2 separate regions of the Hordeum vulgare genome follow, and region 2 is linked to region 1. The links are chromatin contacts, called in public Hi-C maps. All regions are on one chromosome and are shown on one strand. Each heading gives the region's core, a stretch centred on a gene start, on an enhancer-like site or on the middle of the called end of the contact. The rest is flanking DNA. Distances are from core to core; before and after follow the strand shown.

What was found. Hi-C and Micro-C count contacts between places; a contact is called where the count stands out from the background.
Region 2: a Hi-C map of seedling shows a contact between it and region 1, with 2.7 times the contacts expected there. The contact joins the promoter of LOC123429585 here to the promoter of LOC123425034 in region 1. A contact is called at or near these places in 1 of 6 Hi-C or Micro-C datasets (seedling) and 1 of 1 datasets of contacts at active chromatin or transcription factors (embryo).

Annotation. Positions count from the first base shown.
Region 1 is chr2H:66,325,629-66,332,421 of MorexV3_pseudomolecules_assembly, forward strand. It overlaps LOC123425034 (ATP synthase mitochondrial F1 complex assembly factor 2), which reads left to right and starts at 3,620. Exons shown (of 4, transcript XM_045108706.1): 1 at 3,620-4,004; 2 at 5,350-5,524; 3 at 5,685-5,962; 4 at 6,060-6,377. The coding sequence starts at 3,630. The coding sequence ends at 6,167. LOC123425033 (bZIP transcription factor 60-like) reads right to left here and starts at 3,389. Exons shown (of 2, transcript XM_045108705.1): 1 at 1,945-3,389; 2 at 66-611. The coding sequence starts at 3,253. The coding sequence ends at 184.
Region 2 is chr2H:66,573,078-66,579,870 of MorexV3_pseudomolecules_assembly, forward strand. It overlaps LOC123429585 (probable carboxylesterase 18), which reads left to right and starts at 4,218. Exons shown (of 1, transcript XM_045113613.1): 1 at 4,218-5,713. The coding sequence starts at 4,465. The coding sequence ends at 5,529.

The DNA of each region.
Region 1 (6,793 bases), core at 2,370-4,869:
CTGCGACAGAGATAGAAAAACATATAAAGGCCCATATATGGTAATAATAAACAGTTAACTGATTATTTGAGTTAATTAACTGCAACTCTATTCACATACACAAAACATCAATTCCTTTGTGAACAATTCCAGTCCTGTTAATCGGCATAACCTAAACACACACCGCTCCGGTGAAAACTCAGCTCAAAGATGAGGGCTATGGGTTTTGAACGGCAGGACGCATGAGTAAGTGACATACTTTACACTGTCAACAAGGACTACAACAAATATACGCGACAATGACTTCGAAGAGATCCTCCCATCGGCATCCACTCTTGGGTCGGCCAGGACAGAGACCACCACGGATGAGGCCGGCTTGTTTCCAGCAAAGCTCTCGTTCTTGGGGTGCGCTTTGAGGTGATCAGTGTGGTTGGATGTTGAACCTTTTAGGGGAATGGCCATGGAATGTAAAATCCTTCTGTTCTTGACCTTATGGGATTGACTGGAGGGGACGTTCTCCGTGGAGTTATGTGATGTATTGGGCATAGCACTGGAGTAGACAGGAACAATGGTGGTCGGGGATATATCAAACTGGAACACTTCGGTGCACATTCCGGAGCTCAACATAGGACCTGCAAAACAATGGGAAGGAATAGCTTTCAGCAAGTGAAGAAATAATCTACTTGGAGTAACAGTGTACAAATTGAATGCAACTGTTCAAAAGCAACTGAGATAGCATACACTTCTTCCTACAGGATCAGATCCCTAACGTCAAGCTACAATTCAATTTTCCACATATATATGTATAGCTGTACAATGGCAACTGAGGTAGCACATCACATTGCCACACAATTCGGGTGTCACAACTACACACCCAGAACCGGCAGAACTTAAGCAAACTAACAAAAAGCATGCTATTGGTACAATCAATTACATGCTCTATCAAACCCAGCTATATCATTTATTCATTTTACACTGGATTTCGTCAGACTATCTCTAGAGCTTTCATCAATGAAGTTCTTAGGGATGAGTTAAATTTATAATGCCGTAATAGTCCACAACCACCAATGTTGTATGTTAATAAGCAACAACCATCAGCAAATGAGGGAACAGACCAGTTGCAGTAACTAACTGCAGTCAATTACAGGTTTAATTGAATTCAATTGAACAAAGGTGTCTGAGATAGCACCTATTTTTCCTACAGGAATAGATCCCTAATGTCAAGCTACAATTTAATTTTCTAAAAAATTTCAATACATACATGCATATAACTGCACAATTGCAACTGAGGTAGCACATCACATATCCTCAATGCTAACACTTTTAGAAATGTATGCTACACAATTTGGACAACTAAAAACATGTTACTGGTACGGTCAATTACATGCTCTATCATGTTCAACTAAGCATATTACATTGGGTTAGTCAAATTATTTCAAGAGCAATGAAGTTCTTAGGGACATGCTACATTTTTATATGCTGCATCACTCCACAAGTAATATTTATGTTAACATGCATACTGAATTACTGATACTGCATACATGCACGAGCACAGGTTGTATAATACGCTGCATTAGCAATTGTTGCAACTGCACAAGGCAATAATACACCAAACATAAGCTCTTGGAATGCGTTCATTGATCAAGTATTCAAGTGACGCATAACTATATAAGTCCATGATCGCCTTGCTGTGCATACTTCACATGGTAGCCATTTTCAAGTTGTCTACTGATCCGAACAGAGGCATCCACTAGATAATATTTCCCGAAAACTGACACCCTTATGTCGGCTAAGTAACTTGCAAACATCAAACATTATCTATTAGGAAGTTGCATCAGCTAGTGACTGTTATATTCGTATCAAGGTCACAGTATGATAACAAGTATAAAACCGACGTGGCACACGCACATAAGGAATTCATTTCTCAAATCTAAAGCAGTATGTAACTTCTTGTAGCATCCTTACCTGACATTGCTTCACTAAACCATTGTGGCAGTAATTCATCATCCTCTCTGTATATGCTTCCATCTCCAGCAGGTAAAGCCATCAGTTTATTTTTTATTGCTTTAGCAGATTCCATGACTTCTCCAGAATTCAACTGAGCCACATGGCCAGGAATTGCCAGACTAGTGTCTTCTTGTCCTTGGTTACATGAACTCTTCCCATCAGAGTGACACATGCGTGAAGAAGCTTTCTCACTCGCAACAACAGACTGGATAACCAGATTTCCATTGATCTTCACATGCTTCCCATTCCTCGGAATATACAACAACACCGGAAGCGTCTGACTTGAATTATGTGGCAACTCCGAATCAACACCTTCCGAGACACTATCTCGAGGCCCATCAACAGCCAGAACCCTCCCATGACGTGATTGTGATGGACCAAGCACAATTCCTTCTCGAGAATCAACTGCACCATACATCCGATTTACCGCAGGAACCAAACACCCACAGAGCATCATCAGGAACAGCAACCCAAGAAGACTGACACTGGCAACCTTCTTGGTCTTCCTAGACTTCTTGGCCGGTGGCTCTGCGGCAGCCGACGCAGGCTGCTTGGTTTTCAGCCGAGGTATCGGCATGAGCGGCACTTGGGAGCCGCGCGCTCCCATCGCATAAGCCGGGTGCATCCATGGCGGCGGCAAAGGGTACAATCCCGGGTACATGGGCAACGGCGGCGGGACGCCTGCGCCACCGGCACCGGCCAGTTGCTGCTTGAGAGCGGCGTTCTCGGCGGTGACGCAGGAGATCCTGGTGGAGAGGTCGGCGATGGTGGCCTGCATGGCCTTGACCTTGCCCTCCAGCTCCTCCACGTACTGCTTCTTCCTCTGCCGCGACAGGTGCGCGCTCTCCCGGTTCCGCACCAGCCGCGCACGCCGCTTGACGTCCTCACCCTCAACTCCATCCCTAGCCTTGCCGTCGCTCCCAGCGCTCGCGCTCCTCGAAGACGTCTCCGAGGACTCGTCGTTCTTCAGGCCGCCGTCCGCTCCGCCACCGGAGCCGGAGGAGGAGTCCCCGCCCCCGCCCCCGCCCGGCGACCCGGCCGAGGACGATGACGTGGCGAGCGGCGGCGGGGACGAGGGGAGCTGCACGTCGTCGGTGGGGAGGAGGTCGAGGTCGAGGTCGAAGTCGAAGTCTATGTCCAGATCGTCGAGGTTGAAGCCATCCAGCCCGAAGGCGTCGTCCCCGACCCCGCCGGGGCCGTGCGGGAACTCCGGCAGGTCGTCGGGGAAGGGTAGGTCCGCGAAGGGGGATGCCTCCGCGATGGCCATGGCGCGAGGTCCGGTCACGGCGAGCGCATGCGCCGTCTGTCGGGGTTCGAGATCTCACGCGGCGCCGGTCGCCGTAGCGTGCAGGGTTTGCGATGTGGGGTGGATGGAAAGGCAGGACTAAAGTTGGGGGATTCGGTCCGAGTCGCTGGTCGCCTCTTTGGCGCCGTGGAGACGAACCGGGCCCGCGTGGGGGCGGTGACCGGTGAGGGCAAGGTCAGATGCGTCTGGAACGTTCTCCGGGCCTCCGCGATGGGCCTTACTGGGCCGGAGGTAGCCTGTTGGGCTTACACCATGACATGGGCTGGGTTCGTGATACTTTTGTACTCAGTACATTTGGGAGAGAGAGGCCCAGGTGAAGCGGCGACCAGGCAGAGGAATGGCGACGACACTGGCGGGCCGCCGCCTGCTCCTGCTGCGGCGATGCGCGGGCGGCCGGCGGCTTTTTGGGACGGCGGCGGAGGCGTCACCGGGGCCGGGCGGGGAGGAGGCGGGGGGCGAGGCGATCTACGTGAGGAAGCCGTCCTCCTCCGCGACGCGGGACGAGACCTCGGTGGCGATGCCCATGTCGTTCATGACGGGGTCCGTGGTGGGGAAGCGGTTCTACCGCGACGCCACCGTGCGCCGCGCCGACGACGGCAACGGGTGGACGGTCATGCTCGACTACCGCACCCTCAAGACGCCCGCAAAGCGCCCGCTCAAGCTGCACTCGCGCAAGCTCGCCATGGCCGTCGCCGCCGAGTGGGAGTACCAGGTTCTTAACCCCCACTGCCTCTCCTCCTCTACTCTCCTCATTGTTCTGTTGTTTGGCTGATCTCGGCTGTGATACTGTACTTCAGTTTGAGATCATTAGGGTAGGGTTCTGTGTTATGGTTTGTATGGATGCCTCATCTCTGCTCACAGCGTACTGTTGCAATTAGCAAAATGGCTCGAATGAAATGGTATGGTTAGCGGTTAGTTTGACCCCGGTCTCGCCGATTTAACTGGCACGGAGCAATAGTGAATTATGTGAGGATTTAGTGAGCATTTCATTCTATTTTACATTTCAAATCTTTTGGATCTAGGTTTTCATCATACTAGTTAGTGCACAGATGACTTGAACCTCACGACTGAATTGCTTTTAACATTCTCGTTTCTTCGCCCTTTATCGTTTCATGAGAAGTTCTAAATGACCTGAATTGTTGTTTGCCCATAAGTTTAAGGAAACGAATAAACAATACCCATACTGCAGTCCATCAGCATAGATCTGTTCCGTTTATGCATAAAAGGTAGTTCGTTGCCTTATGTGTAGAATAGCGCTTTGGAGTTGAATTTGCACCTCTGATCTCTAGAGAGGCAACATAGATTGAAAATGAAACTAAAGCAAAACCCAATATGGTGGATGAAATCGCACAATATCAGTCGCTGTGCTATAGTCTGCTGGTGTAGGTTCATTGCATTTATGCAGAATGCACAGTCCATTGCCTTCTGGGGACTATAGGGCATGTATTAGAGTTGAATTTTCGCTTCTGATCTGTACAAAGGCAAGAGAGCTTGAAAATGAACACTACCACCGTCAGTACCTACAATAAAATTAAAGCAAGACTCGATAGCTGATGTACTCTCAGTGTGTCATATCTTATACATACCCATAAATTGTATTAATACTTAATGAAAACGGGGGCCATGTCGCCCCTCTCATCGAAATAAATAAATTGTATTCATATGCTGCAGTAGCTGAACGTAAGGATACTAGATAGTACTCCCTCCGTCCCAAAATAAGTGTCTCAACTTTGTATTAGCTCTAGTACAAATTTATACTAAGTTTGAGACAGTTATTTTGGGACAGAGGGAGTACTCACTTAGTTGTGCAAATTTATGTTTTTGGATGGCTGAGTTGCTGCTTTCAAATGTTCCCCGCTGTATGACTTATAATTTACAAGTTGTCAACGTTGTTACAAGTTAAAACAACTTGCCTTTACTGGATCTGCCACCATAGAGGAATGCAGGATTATATCTGAATTAACTTCTTGCAAAAAGAAATAAAATGTATTCCTATACTTCATTCCCTAGCTTCTTGATCAATGGGCGCTGGTACTGAAAGTTCCTTATTGTCATAGGAACAAGATGGAATCAGGCCTTTTACTATGCCTCTTATGAAGCTTGCTTGTACTGCACTGGAGAGAGTTCCGTTGACACGGACGAAAATAATTGCCAATTTGATGCAAAAATTCCATCAAGATTTGGTATTTTGCCGCTCACCTGCCGATGATGAACTTACCAAAGGAGTCTATGGTAATTTGCCAAATTTTGTTGTCATAAGTTGGCGCAGTTATTGTGCTTCAACATGAATGAACTGGTTTCAGGCTACTTAGATCCATATAATTAAATTGCTGATGCTGTCTGTCATTTGTTCCTCAATACAATTTTCATGCTTCCTTATTTTTGTGTGCAGAAAAACAGAAGGAGAAAATTGACCCAATACTGGACTGGGTCAACACTGAGTTTGGGTTCAAGCCTGTTGTGTACACAAGTTTTTTAGGAGGGAAGCAGGATGAGCGGCTAGCTAAGGCTGTAGAAACCGTTCTGAAGGAGGCAAATGATTGTGAACTAGCATCTATTGATGCTATGGCTGCAGCAGCCCATTCCTTGGTAATCCCTCTCGCAATCTTCAGAGGAAGGCTGGGAATTGATGAGTCAATTGAGCTGATCAGACTTGAAGAAGATCACCAGGTGTGATATTGCAACCATTTCATTTCTTTACTTTGACCCCTTGTTTTTTTCTCTCCTTTTTTTCTGTCTTATGGTCTTTATTCTTCCATAACCCCAGGTCGATCGATGGGGCCTGGTTGAAGGAGGCCATGATGTTGATATTGCTGATCTTAAAGTCCAGATGTCATCGGCTGTTGTGTTCCTTCAACTTTCATGGCTGAAGTAAAACATTTCTTATCGATAATCTATGGAATGGTTTCTCCCTTTTTGTTGCTTGTTTCTTGAGATTGTATATCATGAAGAGCTGTGGAATAATAATTAGCCGTAGATGGTTATAAAAAAAACAAAGTAATGTTACTCAACCGCTGCTAGCGTTGAACTTTTGCTTAAATGGAGCTCAGTATATTATGTTAGTAAGGATGTATGAAAACCCAAATCCTTCTGTATTACTGCGATCTCTGGTTGTGTCGGTGAAAGTGCTATCAATGGCATACATTATTATTTTTTTGGGTGTGATGAAGAGTGCAGTAGGAGAAATTTTTTGGGAAATAAATTTTGCAATCGGCGGAAGTGATGCTATCTGTCTATTCTTGCATTGCGCAACAGCACTAACTTTTTGTGCCCATGCTGTACCAAATAACTGCCAATTTATGAATGTAAAACACCATAGCACATTCCATCTTCCAGTTTATTACTCACTCCGTCCCAAAATTCTTGTCTTTGATTTGTTTAGATATGAATTTATCTAGTCATGTGTTAGTATTTAGATACATTCAATTTTTAGACAAACGGAAGACAAGAATTTTAGTACGGAGGGAGTATATAAGATGTAATAGTAGTAATAAATGGTTG
Region 2 (6,793 bases), core at 2,968-5,467, 250 kb after region 1:
GTTCTAAGCAAAATAAGGTGCATAAAAGAATTAACATCACATGCAATTCATAAGTGACATGATATGGCCATCATCACGTGCTTCTTGATCTCCATCACCAAAGCACCGGCACGATCTTCTTTGTCACCGGCGCCACACCATGATCTGCATCAACGTGTAGCCATCGGGGTTGTTGCGCTACTCATGCTATTACTACTAAAGCTACATCCTAGCAATATAGTAAACGCATCTGCAAGCACAAATGTTAGTTTAAAGACAACCCTATGGCTCCTGCCGGTTGCCGTACCATCGACGTGCAAGTCGATATTCTCTATTACAACATGATCATCTCATACATCCAATATATCACATCACATCGTTGGCCATATCACATCACAAGCATACCCTGCAAAAACAAGTTGGACGTCCTCTAATTGTTGTTGCATGTTTTACGTGGTGACCATGGGTATCTAGTAGGATCGCATCTTACTTACGCAAACACCACAACAGAGATATATGAATTGCTATTTAACCTCATCCAAGGACCTACTATGTCAATTCCGATTCAACTAAAGTTGGAGAAACCGACACCCGCCAGTCATCTTTGAGCAACGGAGTTACTCCTAGCGATGAAACTAGTCTCTCGTAAGCGTATGAGTAATATTGGTCCGAGCCGCTTCGATCCAACAATACCGCGGAATCAAGAAAAGACTAAGGAGGGAAGCAAATCGCACATCACCGCCCACAAAAACTTTTGTGTTCTACTCGAGAATACATCTACGCATGAACCTAGCTCTGATACCGTTGTTGGGGAACGTCGCATGGGAAACAAAAATTTACCTACGCGCACGAAAACCTATCATGGTAATGTCCATCTACGAGAGGGGATTTCTGATCTACGTACCTTTGTAGATCGCACAGCAGAAGCGTCAATAAACGCGGTTGATGTAGTGGAACGTCCTCACGTCCCTCGATCCGCCCCGCGAACCGTCCCGCGATCCGTCCCACGGTCTAGTGCCGAACGGACGGCACCTCCGCGTTCAGCACACGTACAGCTCGACGATGATATCGGCCTTCTTGATCCAGCAAGAGAGACAGAGAGGTAGATGAGTTCTCCGACAGCGTGGCGGCGCTCCGGAGGTTGGTGGTGATCTAATTTCAGCAGGGCTCCGCCCGAGCTCCGCAGAAACGCGATCTAGAGGAAAAACCGTGGAGGTATCTGGTCGGGCTGTCGTGGAAAAGTTGTCTCAAATCAGCCCTAAAACCTCTGTATATATAGGTGGGAGGGGAGGAGCCTTCCCTTGGGGCTCAGGAGGCCCCAAGGGGTTCGGCCGATGGGGGGAGGAGGATTCCTCCTAGTCCAACTAGGATTGGAAGGTGGAGTCCTTCCCTTCCTTCCCACTTCCCCTTTTTTTCTCTTTGATTTTCTTATCTCCTACGCAGGAGCCTCTCTGGGCTGGCCCACCAGCCCACTAAGGGTTGGTGCGGCACCCCTAAGGCCTATGGGCTTCCCCGGGGTGGGCTGCCCGCCCCCCTCGGTGAATTCCCGGGACCCATTCGTCATTCCCGGTACATTCCCGATAACTCCGAAAACCTTCCGGTAATCAAATGAGGTCATCCTATATATCAATCTTCGTTTTCAGACCATTCCGGAAACCCTCGTGACGTCCCTTGATCTCATACGGGACTCCGAACATCATTCGGTAACCAACCATATAACTCAAATATGCATAAAACAACGTCGAACCTTAAGTGGGCAAACCCTGCGGGTTCGAGAACTATGTAGACATGACCCGAGGGACTCCTCGGTCAATATCCAACAGAGGGACTTGGATGCCCATATTGGATCCTACATATTCTATGAAGATCTTATCGTTTCAACCTCAGTGCCAAGGATTCATATAATCCCGTATGTCATTCCCTTTGTCCTTCGGTATGTTACTTGCCCGAGATTTGATCGTCAGTATCCGCATACCTATTTCAATCTCGTTTACCGGCAAGTCTCTTTACTCGTTCCGTAATACAACATCCCGCAACTTACACTAAGTCACATTGCTTGCAAGGCTTGTGTATGATGTTGTATTACCGAGTGGGCCCGAGATACCTCTCCGTCACACGGAGTGACAAATCCCAGTCTTGATCCATACTAACTCAATGGACACCTTCGGAGATACCTGTAGAGCATGTTTATAGCCACCCAGTTACGTTGTGACGTTTGATACACACAAAGCATTCCTCCGGTGTCAGTGAGTTATACGATCTCATGGTCATAGGAATAAATACTTGACATGCAAAAAACAGTAGCAACAAAATGACACGATCAACATGCTACGTCTATTAGTTTGGGTCTAGTCCATCACATGATTCTCCCAATGATGTGATCCAGTTATCAAGCAACAACACCTTGCTCATAGCCAGAAGACCCTGACTATCCTTGATCAACTAGCTAGCCAACTAGAGGCTTGCTAGGGACGGTGTTTTGTCTATGTATCCACACATGTATCTAAGTCTTCATTCAATACAATTATAGCATGGATAATAAATGATTATCTTGACACAGGAATTATAATAATAACTTATTTATCATTGCCTCTAGGGCATAATTCCAATAGTAGAGTAGGACATGGGACATTAGCCGACTCACGGGAGTCGAGCTCCCGCCCTCTCCCATGCTCTACTCTTCCTCGTCGGAGCCCGTAACCCAGACGGTGCGAGGTGACAAGAGGTCGATGAAGAATTCTTCCTGGGAGGAGCCGACGTCCACCACGACGCGGTTGCGTCACCCACACTAGTGTACCCTACGGGGCGTCGGAGAGTGTGACTCCGCCTCTCCAGCATCCACTATAGCGAGGGCTTCTGTCGCTTCCCATACCTGCTGCCTCGCCCAGCGGGCACGCCGCGCCATGACATCGTCCGAGGATGGCTATGTTTCGTGCTCAACGCGCCAACTAAGGGGTTACGCTTCTGCCACGGTGTTCGCACGCCAGACGGACCGCACCACCTCCGGTCACGTAGCAACATTGGATCCAAGCACCGGTTGTGCGGACACAACAGATTCCCGACATTGCCAGTCCGAGCGCTGCTGTCGTGCGGCCGCCTCCCAGGTGCGGTGGAGCGCAATCTTGAATGCCATCTCCTCCTTGGGGCCGCGTGGGACGAGCTCGTGGTCGACGGATCTGGAGGTGAAGGACTCAGATCCGCTACCCGCCATGCGGGAGGTGAGCTTAGGTTGCGGATGGGAGTGGAGGGGAGTGGCTAGGGTTTGGTCTCGCGAGCGGATAGGGACGAATATATGTGGGATAGATGCGGGCCAGCGCGGGCCAGACGAGCGTGCCCGGGTGGGCCCAGGCTCCCCCATATCCGCCCCATATCAGCTCAACCCACACGTTTGAGGTCGGTTTGAGGGGTCCGTTTAGGTCGTTTTTTCGTGACGAGTGAGTGTATAGCTGGCCAAACAGACCGGGCTAAACAGGCCAACCCGCGAGCACGTCGGCACGGCCCGCCATGGGCCAGACGCGGCACAACCTAAATGGGTGGTGCGAGGCACGCAGCCCGCCTCGCGTCGTACCTTGGCCTGAAGGTTGAGCATGCGGGCCGGCACGACACGACCCACCATGGCCACGCACGACACTACCTAAACGGGCCGTGCCAGGTACGCAGCCTGCCTCGGGTCATGCCAGGCACGCAACCCGCCTCGGGCCATGTCTCGGCCTGAAGGTTGGGCATGCGGGCCGACACGACACGGCCTGTTTACATTTTTTATTTTGTATTTATACTATATATAACATATAAAATAGCATGACAGGCCAAAATCGATCTAAAATCGGGCCTGACTTGCCGACGGGCCGGTCCATATAGCTCTCATATCGTGTGTAGGTCTCGAGACTGTGCACGTGGACCGACTCGGTATGACCCGACTAATATTCGTGTTTGGTTGGCGGACCGTGCCGTGTCGGGCCCGTTTACAGCCGGGTCGGGTCGTGTCGGACCGGCCGTTTGAGTAGATATGAGTGAGTGACCGGGGCAGATCGTCTTTTGAAAAGAGTTTGAGTGGTTGAGTTGTAGATGCTCTTACACTCGTGGATTGCTAGCTTTGCCCGCACACGTGGTCTTCTCCACGGGACCATGGCGATGGCAGCTTCACCAATCATGCATCCGCACATGTCGTCGCGTTCGGCGGATCACGCCATTGATTCTACATCCGAACATGCTCCCGTAGTGCCTGGCCATCTGCGACCTGCTTGTCGCTGACACCGCCGACTGGAAAATCTGAGAGGAGATAAGGAGGACCGAGCGAGCCAGGATAGCAGCTAGGAGTAGTAGCAGAGGCAATGCCACTGCAGTGCTCGGCTATCTGGGACCTGCCAGTCGCTGCATGAAACGGACGTTGTCTTTGTCACTGTAGTGGCACAAACTCCAGCAGAGAAATCGATAAAGGCAGAGGCCGAGCCAGCCACACGCCTACACCGAGCACAACAGAGAAAAATGTCCGGCGACGTCGCTCGCAAGGAGCTCCGGGCGCGCGTGGGGGCGATGCCGTGGGCGGTGCGGCTCCAGCTGCGCGCGCTCGAGGCCGCCGTCGACGCCACGCAGCGCCGGGACGGCACCGTCAACCGCTTCCTCTTCTCGCTGCTCGTGGACCGCCAGGCGCCCGCCAACCCCGCGCGCGCGGACGCCGGGGGCGTCCGCTCCGTGGACTTCACCGTCGACGCGTCCACCGGCGTGCCGGCCCGCGTCTACTTCGCGGCGGCGGCGGGGGCGGAGGCGGAGGCGTCGCCGCACCCCGTCATCGTGTACTTCCACGGCGGCGGCTTCACGGTGTTCTCCGCGGCCACCCGCCCCTACGACGTGCTCTGCCGCACCATCTGCCGCGAGACGGGCGCCGTGGTCGTGTCCGTGACCTACCGCCTCGCGCCCGAGCACCGCTACCCCGCCGCCTACGACGACGGGGAGGCCGCCCTCCGGTACCTCGCCACCACCGGCCTACCCGCCGAGGTCCCCGTCCGCGTCGACCTCTCCCGCTGCTTCCTCGCCGGCGACAGCGCCGGCGCCAACATCGCGCACCACGTGGCCCAGCGCTGGACGGCGGCACCGGCGGCGACAACGCCTCCAGCCATCCACCTCGTCGGCCTCCTGCTCCTGTCCGCCTACTTCGGCGGAGAGGACCGGACAGAGTCGGAGAAAGCACTGGAGGGCGTGGCCCCGATCGTCAACCTCCGCCGGTCCGACTTCTGGTGGAAGGCGTTCTTGCCGGAGGGCGCCGACCGGAACCACCCGGCCGCGCACGTGACGGGCGAGGCAGGCCCGGAGCCGGAGCTGCCGGATGCGTTCCCGCCGGCGATGGTGGTGGTCGGCGGGCTCGACCCGCTACAGGAGTGGGGGCGGCTGTATGCCGCCATGCTGCGCCGGAAGGGCAAGGAGGTGCGCGTGGTGGAGTTCACGGAGGCTGTACACGCCTTCTACTTCTTTCCGGCGCTGCCCGACACCGGCAAGCTCGTCGGGGAGATCAGGGCGTTCGTGGAGAGCATCGCGCCTAGGTCGACCGCGTAGTGAACTGGAGACGATGATCGCGACCACTCGTCGTGGATGCCGTGGTGCATGTGGCTCTGCTAATGTATCTTGTTGGATGGTAGCCTGTTTCAGTGTCAAAGTCGGTGCGAGCAGCCGCGTCCGTTAAACTATTGCTCTGTGGTGTATAAGTTCGAGTTGCCATCCCAATATTTTCTTTGTGAAACATGTGACAGGGATGACGGGGACATGGCAGTGATGGCATCCAAAAGTAAAATGTTTGAGAATACTTTACATCTCAATTTCGCCACGCAAAAACTTTTATTTTCAAGAGTACACAAAATGCATATAATATAACTTTATAAAAAGCAGAATGAATTTACAAATGATTAGGGCATCCTATCCTCATAATTTAAGTTCTGGTTTTTTATTAATTTACTAGGTGAACATTTTATGAAATTACATGAGGCTTCACTTAGGGCTATTTATTTTTATTGTACATGAATGCTAAATGGGAAAAGGTGGCTAACTTCACGAGCATGGAACTTGTGGTTGACTGGTTGTCAGTTCAAAACCAGAGTGTAGCGCTTTTTTCAATTAAAAATCGTGCTGCTAAAAATCAGTACCTTACAATCAGGGGCGGAGATAGGAGGGACGACCAGGGGTTTTATATATTTAACTGATATAAACAAGTATACATGTATTTACCTCTCTCTCTCCTTCATCAGTGACCATATTTAAATCCTGGCTCCGTCACTGCTTACAACGGGCCTTATGTCATGTCGGCATGCCTCGTCAGCGTCGTGGGTGTATGCAAACACGATTAACATTGTATTTGCACGCCTGAGTTAAGTTTTGGCACCATTTCGATATATGTCACAAGTTTTAATACTAAAGTGATCGTTTGCGTCAAGTTCTAGCATCACCACATAATTGACTTCAAATCTTATTACCGACAGAAGTTATGACAATTTTTATTTGCAACATCGTCCCTCTTTTCTGTCGAGGTCTTGGCTCGGCCTCGTCAGGATCGACACTCACCGATGCCCGTCGCTTCACCAGTCACCCTAATCTCGGGCCTATGTGGAATTAACGAGTAATGCTACAACTATGCAAATTTGATTATAGATTTAGGGTAACCGGCTAAAAAGGGGATCAAGATTTAAGAACGATGGAGGAAGGGGCCTATCCCTTTAAAGTTAAGGAGGAGAGAAGAGGGGAAAATCTACACCTACGAATAACTTAAGTTGGATTTATAAGACCCTCTAATCCACCCCCATACTCCTGAATTTCAGTGGATAATCTT